Regions from separate parts of the Ovis aries genome. Here region 1 is linked to region 2. The links are chromatin contacts, called in public Hi-C maps. All regions are on one chromosome and are shown on one strand. Each heading gives the region's core, a stretch centred on a gene start, on an enhancer-like site or on the middle of the called end of the contact. The rest is flanking DNA. Distances are from core to core; before and after follow the strand shown. Region 1 holds the start of KLF10 (KLF transcription factor 10). Region 2 holds the start of ATP6V1C1 (ATPase H+ transporting V1 subunit C1).

Region 1 (7,018 bases), core at 466-2,965, 320 kb before region 2:
CGGGGGGCGAGGCATGTGAACAAAGCGTGATCAGCGGCTGCTCCGGGCGGCGCAGGAAACGTGAACTGGGAATTGCCGCGCCGTCACCTTTCACCTACTTCCTGAGCCCGCGGGGCCCCCGCCCTCGCGACGGCCCGGGGGAGGGGCCGCGGGCGCCGCCGCCAACCGCCCGGCCGTGCGCGCCTGGGCCTGCGGGGAGAGGCGGGGCCGCGGGCGCCCGGCTCCCGGCGCGCCCGCCCCTTCCAGCTCCCCACCGTTCCCTTAGGAACCGACTGCGGGGCCGGGCCTCGCTCCCGCCCTGGCGGAGGCTCGGGCTGGGTCACTCGGGGACGAGAAGCTCCCCCGGCGCATCCGTTCCCGGCCCACCCCCCGGCCTCCGCCTCAGCTGCCGGAGGAGGAGCCAGGTCCCCGCGGAAACCCGGCCCCCGCCCTCCTCCGGCCGCAGCCCCCGGGGACCCGGCCGAGCCCTCGGCGCTTCCCGCCCACGCCGCCCACGGGATCTCAGACCACCCCGACTCGCCCCGAAGACGCGGCGCCCCCCGCGTCCCCACGGTTTCCGGCAGCTCTGGCCCCCCCAACACCCCCGCGCCGAGCCCAGCATCTCCACGAGTTCCCAGACGTGCAGCCCCCAACAGGCCCAGTTCCAGGCGCGCGGCCCCACGGCCGGCGGCTCCCGCCTCGGAGCGCTGCCCCCGCGTCTCGCAGCCCCGGCTCCCCCCGCCCACCTTCCCCACCCCGATGCTGGGGTCCCGCTTCCCATCCCTTCCATCTACTGTCGCCAAGGCGGCTCCGAGGCCCCCTCCCCCCGCCAAGGCGTCCTCTGGAGGAGGCCACCTGCCTGCCTGTTCCGGAGATAAGGGAGTCCCCTCCAGACGTCTGGGGTGGGGTAAACTCCCCGGGCCCGCGTGCCATCCCCTTGCACCCACGCCGGGCGCCCCTCCCCACAGCACCCCCGCTATCTGCTGGGTAGCCCCAGTCCTGCAAGCCTCCGTTCAAGACCCCCCGAGATGGGGAGTCCCCCTCTCCTCTCCGGTGGACTCCCCATCCCTCACATGCCCTAGAGCAGCCCCCTCCCAGCCTGGGGCGCGTTCCTTATCCAGACGGAGGCATCTCTTCCCCCCGGCGCCAGGTGCAAGGTGGCCCCCTTATCCCCCTCTCCGGTACTTCCACGCCTCCTAGTCTCGCTGACAGGGCAGCCAGCCCCCCAACCCCAGTCTCCTCACTCTTCCCGCCCCTCCAGTCATCCCACCCCCCTCACCTGCTTCCAGTCTCCCAGCGGAGCTGTTCCCTTCCCCTCCTTACACCTCGAGCGAGACCCTCTCTCACTTCGTCTCTAGCTCCCAGCCTGCTTCTCCAGAAACCCCTCCCGTCCCCCGCTCCGCTACACACACGCCGTCACCAATGCCCAGTCTGCAGGCGGGAAGCCCCTCTTCCTCTTCCACGACTCCCCTGCAACCTCTGTCCTCAGGCGAGGCTGATGTCAGGGGCTCGGGGGTCTCCCCGGACGCAGGGAGGCAAGAGAAGGGCTTGGGGCATCCCCAGGTGACTTACCGTAGCCTGCTGGAGAGAAGCGCCGCCGAAGTTGAGCATGGTTGGCTGCCCGGCCGCCGGCGATGAGCTGACTGGCTGCAAGGCTGTCCTTGGCTGCCTGGCCACAGACGGGCGCCCGGAGACACTCGACGCCGCTCCCGCCGCCGCTGCGCTCCGCGCCGTCTGCCCCCCTCCCCATTCAGGTAGCCGCTCCGCCTGCCCCGAGCCGCGGGCGGGGGTGGGGGCGGAGCCTGGGGCCGGCCAATCAGCGACAAAGGTGTGTGAGGCGCCGGCCAATGGGCTCGCGGGGCCACGCGTGATCAGCGGCTGCCCGGCAGCGTGAAGCTTGTGTCAGTGGAGCGTGTACACAATCCCCTGGCAGCGCGTTTCCCCGGGCCCAGCCCGAGGGAACTCCCGCCACCACCTGACTCTGTGGACGCGGCCCCCACCCCTCACCCACCCCCACTCTCCCTCCCCGGCTTGCAGTCCCCTTCCCTGGGCCGGGGGTGGGGCGGCGCCAGGAACCCGAGCCCAGCCCGGAGGCGCGGCCGCCGCGGCGCGCCCAGGCTCTCCGCGGAGAGCCAGGCCCACGTGGGAGGTGGGGAGGGATGCCCGCTCCGCCCATTCCCCTCCGCGGGCGAGGTCCCATCTCGGGCCGCCGCCGCCACGGGGTGGGCGGGACGCCGGGTGGCCAGGCGGGGGAGGCGGCGGCTGCAAGCCAAGGGTCCAGAGCCAAGAGATTTGCATTTGGAAGCGCCCCGTCCTCTTGCGCGTCTGGCGAGAAAGGAGAGCCTGGTGACCGACCGAGCTGCATTTCTGGAGCAGTTGCTGGGTTTTTGCCTCGCTGAAGCATGAGTAGCACCAGGGAAGTGGAGGCGAGGGAAAGGGAATCCTGTCACCGAGCGGACACCTGCTCCTGCGCCCCCCCGCCCACGCCCGGGCCGCAGGCGCTGGCTCGCCCTCTCCATCTGCCCTGCCGGCGGCGTTGCCCGCCCCGTCCGCCCCGCCCATCCTTCCTCCAGGGCTGTGGAGAGAATGGTGTGGGGACTGCAGGAAGCCCCGAAAACTAGACCAGTGCGGGTGCTGGGGAGCCATAGGCCAGAGTTTTTTTTAATCTTTCTCTGGAACCGACTCTCAGTTGCAGAACCGAGTTTTGAGCTCGGTGTAAAGTTTAAATTGCAGTCTACAAGCTGTTTCAAAGGTAGGCCCTACCCCCACACCTACCCTGGGCCATGGCCTCCGGAAACGCCCTGCCGGGAAACTGCTGGTGGTGATGGGGAGGGGCGGGGTCTTCTAGGGTCACGAGGCGCCAGCCAGGGCACGCCAGGGAGTGGGTTGCCTTGGGAAAAATGAAGTCGCTCAGTCCTGTCCGACTCTTTGCGACCCCGTGGACTGTAGCCCACCACTCTCCTCTGTCCATGGGATTTTCCAGGCAAGAGTACTGGAGTGGGTTGCCATGTCCTTCTCCAGAGGTCTTCCCAATCTAGGGATCGAACCCAGGTCTCCCCCATTGTAAGCAAGACACTTTACCGTCTCAGGAAGTCATGAAACCCCGTGCTCTCGGTCCCGCGAAAGCCCCAGCCACACCTCCACAACCCCCATCCCGAACCAGGTCAGAGGCGGTCTGGGGCCTCCGGACTGCGAGCCTAACTGCGAGCCTGTGGTTCTGCTTTGGCTCCTTGTCGGCTCCCTTTGGGTGATAGCGCGGCTTAAAACAAACTTAAAGCCACTCCTTGGGACTGGCTAACCGGGGGCAGAAGTCACTGCCCTTCCCTCCAGCTGCCTCACTTCTCCGTGTAACTGAAAGGCTGAGGATGTAAGTGTCTTTTCTTTCCCAATAATCACAAAAATGAGTATAGAAAAGGAATAAACTAGGGAATCCCTTGGCGTTTCAGTGGTTTGGACTGGGTGCTTTCACTGCCATAGCCTGGGTTCAACCCCTGGTTGGGGAACTGAGATCCTGCAAGCCTCCAGGCATGGCCAGAAAGCAAAAAAAAAAGAAAAAAGAAAACCAATGAATTAAATATTTTAGAAACAGGCCCAGGCTAACCAACAACAGTAGTAGTAATAATAATAGGATCAACCAGGGCTAGAGATGCCCACTGAGAGAGGGAAGGAGGACTGAATGGCCGCCTGTCACTGCCTCTCCTGAATCTGCTGGAGGGGCGCCAGCTCAGCAGCTCAGGCAGCTCTTCCTGTCTCCCCTTCATCCCCTGCCCCGGCTTCTGTCTGCAGCGGCCGGCGTCCCTCCCTGTGGGCTTCCTTCCGCCTGGGCTGTCCCATCCTGTTGATGTGAGCCTGCGGGGTATTGGAGCAGCTGGCCCTGGGCACCTGCTGCAGCAGAGGAAGCTCCTGTCTGTGCCCAGCCTGCCTTCCTGTCAGGGAGCTGCCCCTGGGGAGGCCGCAGCCGGCCCTCCAGGTCCCTCGGTCCCTTCCTCGGGAATGTGGGGCCTGCTGGCATGGTTCTCCTGCACGCTGAGGAGCAGGGAGCATTTCTGGCTTGTGGGAGTGACTCAAAACCGGAAAGAAAAGGGGTAGGAGGAACACTGTGGTGGCGGCACCATTCCTAGAGATTCAGAGAAAGATGTTACCCAGGCACCTCAGGCTGAAAGGAGCCAAAACTAAAGCCCTTATTTTTACTTCTTCCCATATGGGCTTCTCATCTCCCATCCAGCCTTCACTGTCTTCCTCAGTTGGTCCCCAGTTCTGAGCAGTTTTGCCTCAGAAATGTCTCTCGCCCCTCACTTTCCACTTGTACCCCTCAAATGTCACTCTATGTCAGTCTGTCATCAATGCTTGCTTAAAGAACCTGCACTCCCCTCATACAGCCCCCACCCCAGCCCCGCTGGCACGCCAATGGCAAACTCTGAAACAATGGCAAACACTGAAACTAGAGTGGGCTTTTCAAAAGTCATGATCCAATCCTGATTATCTGTACTTAAAAAATGATCCTTTGCTCCTACCGCCTAGGAGGTTAAAGGCCATTCCATCCTGCCCTCAACTTTCCCCAGCCTCCCAGTCTTCTCTCCCACCCAGATATACACTTGCCTATGGTCACATCCTCATTCAATAAGCATTGTATTGCTCAATTATCCACTGCATTCAACAAACATTTGTTGAGCACCTACTATGTGTTGTATTCACTGGGAAAACAGCAATGAATAAGACAGGTGATGTCGCTGCTCTCAAAAGGCTTGGATGGGAGGATAAAGACAAATAGACTATGAGTGTGTGTATTAGTCGCTCACTTGTGTCTGACTCTTTGTGACCCCATGGACTGTAGCCCACCAGGCTCCTCTGTCCTTGGAATTCTCCAGGCAGGAATGCTGGAGTGGGTTAGCCATTCCCTTCTTCAGGGGATCTTCCTGACCCAGGGACTGAACCCAGGTCTCCCACATTGCAGGCAGATTCTTTACTGTCTGAACCACCAGGGAAGCCCCAAGTAGACTATATATAAATGAAAGCTCCTTCAAGATGGTGGCCATGTCATAATCATCTTTGTGGTCCAGTGCAGACACTTTAGGCGGTCACGCTTCTTTAATGGAGGAAATAAAATTGTAGGTTGTCTGTGAAGATTCACTGAGGTTATAGGCAGAATGTGGACAACTGCCTAGGCAGAAGTATGGACCCTTCTAATCCTTTCCCTTAACTTGCATCATTACAGCAGCAGGCATGGAAAACTCTCATCTTAGCCATGAGTGAAAGAAAGTCCTGAGCAGTAGTAAGCAGTACTTCAGTTAAATGCTGGTCATCCTCCTGCTAATGGTGCTGGTTTCTCCTTCAACTGGAACTGCGAAGGAAGGTGTGGGGCAGGTGGCTGACATGTAAAGATCCCTCAGTTCAGTTTTATGGATATTAAAACACATTGTCCCCACCAGCCGTCTTCTCTTTGCTTCTTACAGTCAGTGGATATTGTCACCATTCATTCATTGCCCTACCATATGCCAGGCACTAGCTGAACACTGAGGAACAATCATAAAAAAAGACACAGCTCACAGCAGCTTCCATACAGCGAAGGAAGAAAATAAGTGAGCTGGCCAGCCATGACTGTAGTGTGATGAATGCTAAGTAGAGGGTGTGCACCGTGTCCTCGGTAGGTGAGGAAGGAAGGGGTGAGGGAAAGCTCTTCTGGTTGGCTTCTAAGTTGGAGGAGAGGAGAAGTGGAGAGTAGAGAGTGGTGGGGATTCAGGATGCTCTGAATTGTCCGCTCACAAATTTGAGTTAGGACGAGGTGTTTAGGATGTTAAGGGAAGCAGCTCCAAACATCAAGGGCCTTTGTGTGCCCTGCTAAGGAATGTAGATGTGGAACTTTTATATTGAGGACAATGGGGACCTACTGACAGGTTTTAGCAATGATAGTGTAGAAAGTTCATTCTGGCCCAGTTTGGATGCTGGATCAGAGAGCCTGGGGTCTAACACCAGTGAGAAGTCTGTTGTAGCAGTAGAGGCAGCAAATTTGACAGTGGCAGGCATGGAAAGGCTGGAATAGAGACACCAAGAACCAGGAGGATTTGGTAATTGATTGGATGTGGGCATGAAGAAGAGGGCGGTGTGGAGCAGGACTGCTGAGTTTTGGGCTTGATTCACTGGAGGAAACAGGGCAAAAGTGAGACACTATTGCCCAGGAAAGGAGCTCCAGAGAGGTAGTAAGTTTGAGTGGGGAGGAAGAAAATGCCAAATTTGATTTAGGACGTGTAAAACTGAAGTTACCCGTGGGACATCCAAACAGAGATATCCAGGAGGCAGTTGGAATTTCACGTCTGGAGCCCAGAAGAGAAGGATCTGGGCTGGAAATTAAAATTTGGTTGTCATCAGGGTGTAGGTGGCAGTCAGCACCAGGAGAATGGATGAAATCCTCTAGGAAGAGTAAGGAGCAAGAGGTGGAAGAACTGCAGGTGGTCCTCTGGTGAACTACAGGCTCAGGATGGAGATTAAGAGGGAACAGCCACACGCTGAAATACTGGCAAAATGGGACACAGTGAGGACTTCCTTCACGTATGCTGCATCAAAGAAGTGCATAAATATGCACTTATTTCTTGGCCTAATGTGATGTAAAGTGGAGATGAGAGGCAGACAGGGGCTGATTCAGAAACTGAGAGTGTCAGACAGATTAGAAAAAATAATTATCCCCTCTGACTGGCGAATACATCATTCATTATTTTCATTACACTAGTTACCGTAGTTTTTAAGCTCTTTCAAAAAATCTTTTAAAATACTGATATGTTGAGTAGCTTGTTTCTAAAGATGGTCACAAAACCCCTCCCATTCTGCATAACCTTTTCCAGTGACTGCCATTCCTGCACCAAGAGGTGTGAAGTTTAATTCCCCCAACCCTTGATTCTGGGCTGGCCCTATGACCTGACCAGTAGAAATCTGGGTGCTATGGGATTTCATGCCTGGGTTTTAAGAAGCCTTTGAATTTCCCAGTTTTACTCTCTTGGAAATCAGCCACCAGGCAGAAGTTGCTTAGGCTAGGCTAACTTACTGA
Region 2 (6,827 bases), core at 725-3,224:
GCTCAAGATTCCCCAAGCCAGGCTTCAGCAATATGTGAACTGTGAACTTCCAGATGTTCAAGCTGGTTTTAGAAAAGGCAGAGGAACCAGAGATAAAACTGCCAACATCCGCTGGATCATGGAAAAGGAAGAGAGTTCCAGAAAAACATCTATTTCTGCTTTATCGACTATGCCAAAGCCTTTGACTGTGTGGATCACAATAAACTGTGGAAAATTCTGAAGGAGATGGGGATACCAGACCACCTGGCCTGCCTCTTAAGAAACCTATATGCAGGTCAGGAAGCAACAGTTAGAACTGGACATGGAACAACAGACTGGTTCCAAATAGGAAAAGGAGTACGTCAAGGCTGTATATTGTCACCCTGCTTATTTAACTTCTATGCAGAGTACATCATGAGAAACACTGGGCTGGAAGAAGCACAAGCTGGAATCAAGATTTCCGGGAGAAATATCAATAACCTCAGATATGCAGATGACACCACCCTTATGGCAAGAAGTGAAGAGAAACTAAAAAGCCTCTTGATGAAAGTGAAAGAGGAGAGTGAAACAGTTGGCTTAAAGCTCAACATTCAGAAAACTTAAGATCATGGCATCTGGTCCCATCACTTCATGGCAAATAGATGGGGAAACAGTGGAAACAGCAGCTGACTTTATTTTAGGGGGCTCCAAAATCACTGCAGATGGTGATTGCAGCCATGAAATTAAAACAGGCTTGCTCCCTGGAAGGAAAGTTATGATCAACCTAGATAGCCTATTGAAAAGCAGAGACATTACTTTGCCGACTGAGGTCCGTCTAGTCAAGGCTATGGTTTTGCCAGTGGTCATGTATGGATGTGAGAGTTGGACTGTAAAGAAAGCTGAGCGCCAAAGAATTGATGCTTTTGAACTATGGTGTTGGAGACGACTCTTGAGAGTCCCGTGGACTACAAGGAGACCCAACTAGTCCATTCTAAAGGATCAGTCCTGGGTGTTCTTTGGAAGGAATGACGCTAACCCTGAAACTCCAGTACTTTGGCCATCTCATGCAAGAGCCGACTCATTGGAAAAGACTCTAATGCTGGGAGGGATTGGGGGCAGGAAGAGAAGGGGACCACAGAGGATGAGATGGCTGGATAGCATCACCGACTCGATGGACATGAGTTTGGGTGAACTCCGGGAGTTGGTGATGGACAGGGAGGCCTGGCGTGCTGCAATTTATGGGGTAGCAAAGATTCGGACACGACTGAGCGACTGAACTGAACTGAACGTTTCTAAATTATGTTCTGAACCAGAATAATACCACCTACCTTCCTAAGCTAATGAAATATGCACGGCTCAGAAGAGCGGCTTGCTATCTTTTTCTTCCAAAGGATATGATTTCTCCTGTCCGTGCCTCTGCCCTGTAATCTTGTTTGGTTTTCATTTTTATCTACTGTGGTTCCAACCATCCGATGTTTATCACATGCCCCACAACAGACGCCCGAACTAGATTACAAGCTCTCTTCTGCAAGGAGTGATTCACGCCGGTAGACAATCCTAAGAAAATGAGCACAATGACGAGCGCATAGTAAATGCTCCAAGGACACGTATGGGATTAACTCGAAGTGGACTGTAAAGAAAAGGTGCATCAGAGGCTGAAGGGAACTCTTAAGGGTATTACTCAGAAAACCGGGCTGTCCGAACAAAATCCTGAGTGGAGAAGTCTGGAGGCAAATTCCAAGCCGCAGAAACGTGAAAAGAAGTGGGGTAACCCTAAGGATGGCAGCGATGAAATTCACAGGTTGCGGACGGGACTCGGGCGGACCTCCAGAAGCAGAAACCCCACCCACCCCGGAAGAGCTCCCCCTGCTCAGACTCTCGGGGAGCCTCCCAGCCCCGCCCCTCTTCCGTGGGCTCGGCCGGGGCGGCTGCGCAGTGGCGCGCGCATAGGCGGAGCGGCGCACGTAGGCGGGGCGGCGCGCGCCGCGGTCAGCTGACCGTCCCGGCTGGCACGTGACTTGCTCCGTAGGCGCCGGGGTCGAGGAAGCCGTGAGGCCGGAGCTTAGGTCGGGGAGGGATGGAGCGCTGAGCCGTTAACGCCTGCCAGGCTGTCCGCCTCTCTGCCTGTTACTGCAGCCACGTCCTCGTTTGACACTTCCGTGGGTCAGTGAGCGATGGCTACCCCGCCTCGGAAACGCCGGCCGGGCCGAAGCTCGCGCTGCGGTCGCCTCTTGGGAGGGATGGGGGCGGGCGCGGGGGCCGAGACTGTGGCGTTGGAGCCGCCGGCTGTGCGGCCGTGTCTGGTTTCTTAGCGCGAGTTTGTCGCCGCCGTGGGCCTGGGTTCTGTCTCTTAAGGGGAAGGGAAGGAGGGGAAAAGAGAAAGGGCCCTAGGGACTGTTCTGTGGCAGAGGCAGGCATAAACACTGCGGGTCTGAGGCGTTTCTCCTTGGGTTGGGGTAAGGGTCACAGCGAATCCTCGCTCAGGGAGACGAAAGGTAACAGTGGCCCAGATAAGGATCCGGGGTGGTGTGTGTGAGGTCACAGCGAGCGGGACAGTCTCCCCTGGGCGTACGTGCTTGCGAATAAGGTGATGGCAGTTTAGAGGGTCTAGGAGACCCTCACCGAGGACGCAGGGTCCCTGTGACGGGGAAAAAAAGGGATTCCAGAGAACTCAGACCGTGGTTGTTTGTTTGTTTGTTTGTTTGTTTTAGAATGGGGGAAGAGTAGGCAAGAAACCGTGAAAAGGAACTGGAGGAGAGAGTCACACAGGCGAATTGAATCCCCTAGAAACAGAAGAGCAAAGGGAGAAAAGATTAGATTGTTTGCACCCCTCACTGAGGGTCATTGTAACTAACCCCCCCCCCCCCCCCCGCCCACCGCAAACAGCCCTGAAGTACACAGGAGATGTTGGATCATTTGGGGGTTGGGGAGACTCTTTTGTGAAGATCTGTTTCTGCCTTCCGAACTTATCCTTTGGTACTCTACTCCCGAATACCTTTTATTGAACAACAGTCACAGGAATTACGTTTTTGTTTTTTAAATTATTGTGTGTTTTACTGCGCTGGGTCTTCCTTGTGAGCCGGCTTTCTCCAGTTGCCGCGGGGGTGATACTCCCTAGCTGTGGTGTGCAGGTTTCTCAAGCTGTGTGCTTTCTTGTGAAGCACAAACTCTAGCGCGCTGGCTCAGTAGTCGTGGTTCAGTTGTCCTGAGGCATGTGGGAGCTTCCTGGCCGGGGATCGAACCCATGTCACCTGCATTGCGAGTCAGATCCTTCACCGCCGGGGCCGTCCAGGAAGTCCCTTTCTTGTTTGTTTTGTTCTCACAGGTCTTTGAGAGGAAGTAGATGAAAGTGCCATTCATCGTGTAGACTGGGACCTATCTAGATAGACTCTTGGATCTAGAAACAGATCAGATGATGTGTTTTAAGTCTAGCGTAACTTTTACTGTCTTCTGACTGCCAATTACCTGCCCAGTACTTAACCACAGTCTCTCTAGAGAGAAGGGTGAGTTTCTCCTAGTGCATTCTTACCTTTGATTCAGCACTTTCGGTGAAACTTGAGTAGGACAGCTTCAAAGGGATTCTGCAGCGGTGGTCAGTGCTTTAAAAACCGCTTTTTAGTTAGTTTGGGTGAAGCTGTTCAGTGTACAGTTCAGCTGGAGGAGATAATAAGCAGCAGGGTGGGCAGAAGGTGCTCAACTTGTCAATCACGGTTCTCTGGCAACCAGCACGTCTCAAATTGTGCTCAAGAGGGAACCTCGGGTTTATGTCTCAGAACCCCGGGATCTTTTTCTCTCCCCGGTGTATCTTGCAGGGACTAGATAAAATCTAAAGAAACAGTACTCGGGATCTGACTAAAGTGAATGCTGTGAGCTAGATGGTTCGTGTATAGAACTGGGCAGTAAATGATCGCTTTTATTATTTGTTGTCAGTCTTCGGAGCCTTATTTACATTAGTTCTCTCTACCTGAAAAGAAACATTTGGGCTTCAAAAGTCTGATTCTCTGATTATTTCCACAACTTTGTAAATAATTGCATTGGCCAAAGAGCAAAGCTGGAATGCCAAAATAAACCTTTGCCAAAGGGTCTCCTTGTGGTCCACCAGTCCCTAAGTGATCAGTCTTCCTTTTGAGCTTGAGTCTGCTTGGTCATGTATGGATGTGAGAGTTGGATTGTGAAGAAAGCTGAGTGCTGAAGAATTGATGCTTTTGAACTGTGGTGTTGGAGAAGACTCTTGAGAGTCCCTTGGACTGCAAGAAGATCCAACCAGTCCATTCTGAAGGAGATCAGCCCTGGGGTTTCTTTGGAAGGAATGATGCTAAAGCTGAAACTCCAGTACTTTGGCCACCTGATGCAAAGAGTTGCCTCATTGGAAAAGACTGATGCTGGGAGGGATTGGGGCCAGGAGGAGAAGGGGACGACAGAGGATGAGATGGCTGGATGGCATCACTGACTCGATGAACTTGAATCTGAGTGAACTCCAGGATGGAGTGATGGACAGGGAGGCCTGGCGTGCTGTGATTCATGGGGTTGCAGAGAGTCAGACACGACTGGAGTGACTGAACTGAACTGTACTGCTTAGGGGTAACTACAGTTTGCACCAAATGTGTGTGTGTGTGTGTGTGTGTGTGTGTTCAGTCCCTCAGTCATGTCTGACTCTTTGTGACCCAATGGAAATACATACCTCTTAGTTGAATTTTGTTTTTGTACGTGTTCTAATCTGTCTGCCAGAGTATACCTTTTCACTCTTTGGCTGTGCAACTTTATACCTTTTTATTTACAATCTAATTCATGTTCAGGTCACATTTCACTGATATTTTAAAGACATAGTAGAAACCATTAGCATGGTGCTCTTGGAAAGACAGCTCAAGCAGTGAAACCAGGCAATCTAAATTTTCTTTTCGACATGAGTGATCCTTGGAACTAGAAAATTCAAACTCTATTCTTGATAATGAAGCAAAATTCTGTTCCACAGGTGTAGCAAATCTGCTGTATATTTATTGAGTTCCAAGAGGAGTCCTTAGGGCAGTGGAGGAGAGGTGCCTTGGTTCCATTATAGACCAGAAGATGCGACCTTAGCTCTGTATTTGAAAATAAAATGCTAGACAAATGTAAAAATGGTATTTTATAGAAAGAGGTTGATGTATCTTTTAAGATACTTTATGCAAACTATCCATGAATAGGAAATTATTTGTAAATAAAGGTGGTTAACAGGTAGATTGACTTAACCATGACAGTGTTTTGTTGTTGTTAACGAGCTAGCCTATAGTTTAGTGTTTCTCCATGGGTGTTGTTGGCATTTTGGACAGAACTGCCTCTTGTTTGGCCACCAGCTGCTAAATGGTGGTAGTGACCCCCCATGTTGGGACAACCTAAAATGATCTCAGACATTTCCATACTTCTCCTTGAGGAGAGAGGTACAATTTGGTTGTAAAACACCCTTTGTGATGGCATCCTTTATCTGTTGAACATATACCTGAGTGCTTCTTAGTGACAGGCCCTCTACTATATGTTGGGGGCATAGAGGTTAAGAGTGGTGTTTTAGTAAACTTGCATGTAAAATGTATGTAGTCACTAGCTCTGCAACCTTGGGCAAGACTTCATTAACTGCCCTCTCATCTGCAAATAAGGGTGGTGATACCATCTTCCTCGAAGGAATCAAGTACAGAATTGCTTAGCATGTTGAGTGCTGATCACATAGTACATATTCAATAAGTGGTTGTCATTACCAGGAAACAGGATCTCAAGCTTACTTGAGTGATGAATTGGGGAGAGCAAACATGAAATTAAAAGACGCTTACTCCTTGGAAGAAAAGTTATGACCAAGCTAGATAGTATATTCAAAAGCAGAGACATTACTTTGCCGACTAAGGTCCATCTAGTCAAGGCTATGGTTTTTCCTGTGGTCATGTATGGATGTGAGAGTTGGACTGTGAAGAAGGCTGAGCGCCGAAGAATTGATGCTTTTGAACTGTGGTGTTGGAGACGACTCTTGAGAGTCCCTTGGACTGCAAGGAGATCCAACCATTCCATTCTGAAGGAGATCAACCCTGGGGTTTCTTTGGAAGGAATGATGCTAAAGCTGAAACTCCAGTACTTTGGCCACCTCATGAGAAGAGTTGACTCATTGGAAAAGACTCTGATGCTGGGAGGGATTGGGGGCAGGAGGAGAAGGGGACGACCGAGGATGAGATGGCTGGATGGCATCACGGACTCGATGGACGTGAGTCTGAGTGAACTCCGGGAGTTGGTGATGGACAGGGAGGCCTGGTGTGCTGCGATTCATGGGGTCGCAGAGAGTCGGACATGACTGAGCAACTGAACTGAACTTGTTTCAAGTCTTTGGCTTGTTGGATTTCAGGCTAGAATATATCCTCTTAGAGATATTAACACCTTTTGGTGAAAAATGTGGTGGTGTGATTCAGTCACTATTATCAGATACCAACCTGAAAGAGAAGGGAAGTAACATTTTGGGAGACAATTAGTGTAGAGTCAGGGAGTTCCCTGGCATGGAAGGAATTGTTTGGTCCCTGCGTCAGTGTTGAGTTGCCTGTGGCAGAGAGGAAGTGTCGTCTGGGTGCTCCGAAGGTTCTGGTGATTCCTTTCAGTAATGGTACAGTGCCTTCCTTGCCTGTCTATGGATTCAACTTGCTTTAGCAGAAGTTGCAAGAGAGTTTTTTTTAAACATTGTGTTATGTGTTATCTTTCTGGCTTGTTTCTGTTTTTATGATGGCATCTATGCCTAAGTAAGGCTTGGCTTTTGCAGATGTATTTCTAGCCAGATACAAAGATGTAAAAAAAAGATGGCCATTAATAAAATACATCTACTGAAGGTCTTTCACAGTTCAGTATGTTTATGGCATGAAGTTCAG

Evidence for each region. A called contact is a pair of places that touch in the nucleus more often than the background predicts.
Region 1: a Hi-C map of hypothalamus shows a contact between it and region 2, with 6 times the contacts expected there. The contact joins the promoter of KLF10 here to the promoter of ATP6V1C1 in region 2. A contact is called at or near these places in 2 of 16 Hi-C or Micro-C datasets (hypothalamus and liver).

What each region holds. Positions count from the first base shown.
Region 1 is chr9:74,714,892-74,721,909 of ARS-UI_Ramb_v3.0, reverse strand. It overlaps KLF10 (KLF transcription factor 10), which reads right to left and starts at 1,715. Exons shown (of 4, transcript XM_027973155.2): 1 at 1,552-1,715. The coding sequence starts at 1,590. LOC121820352 (a long non-coding RNA gene) reads left to right here and starts at 2,220. Exons shown (of 3, transcript XR_009594999.1): 1 at 2,220-2,731.
Region 2 is chr9:74,399,122-74,405,948 of ARS-UI_Ramb_v3.0, reverse strand. It overlaps ATP6V1C1 (ATPase H+ transporting V1 subunit C1), which reads left to right and starts at 1,974. Exons shown (of 14, transcript XR_009594993.1): 1 at 1,974-2,121.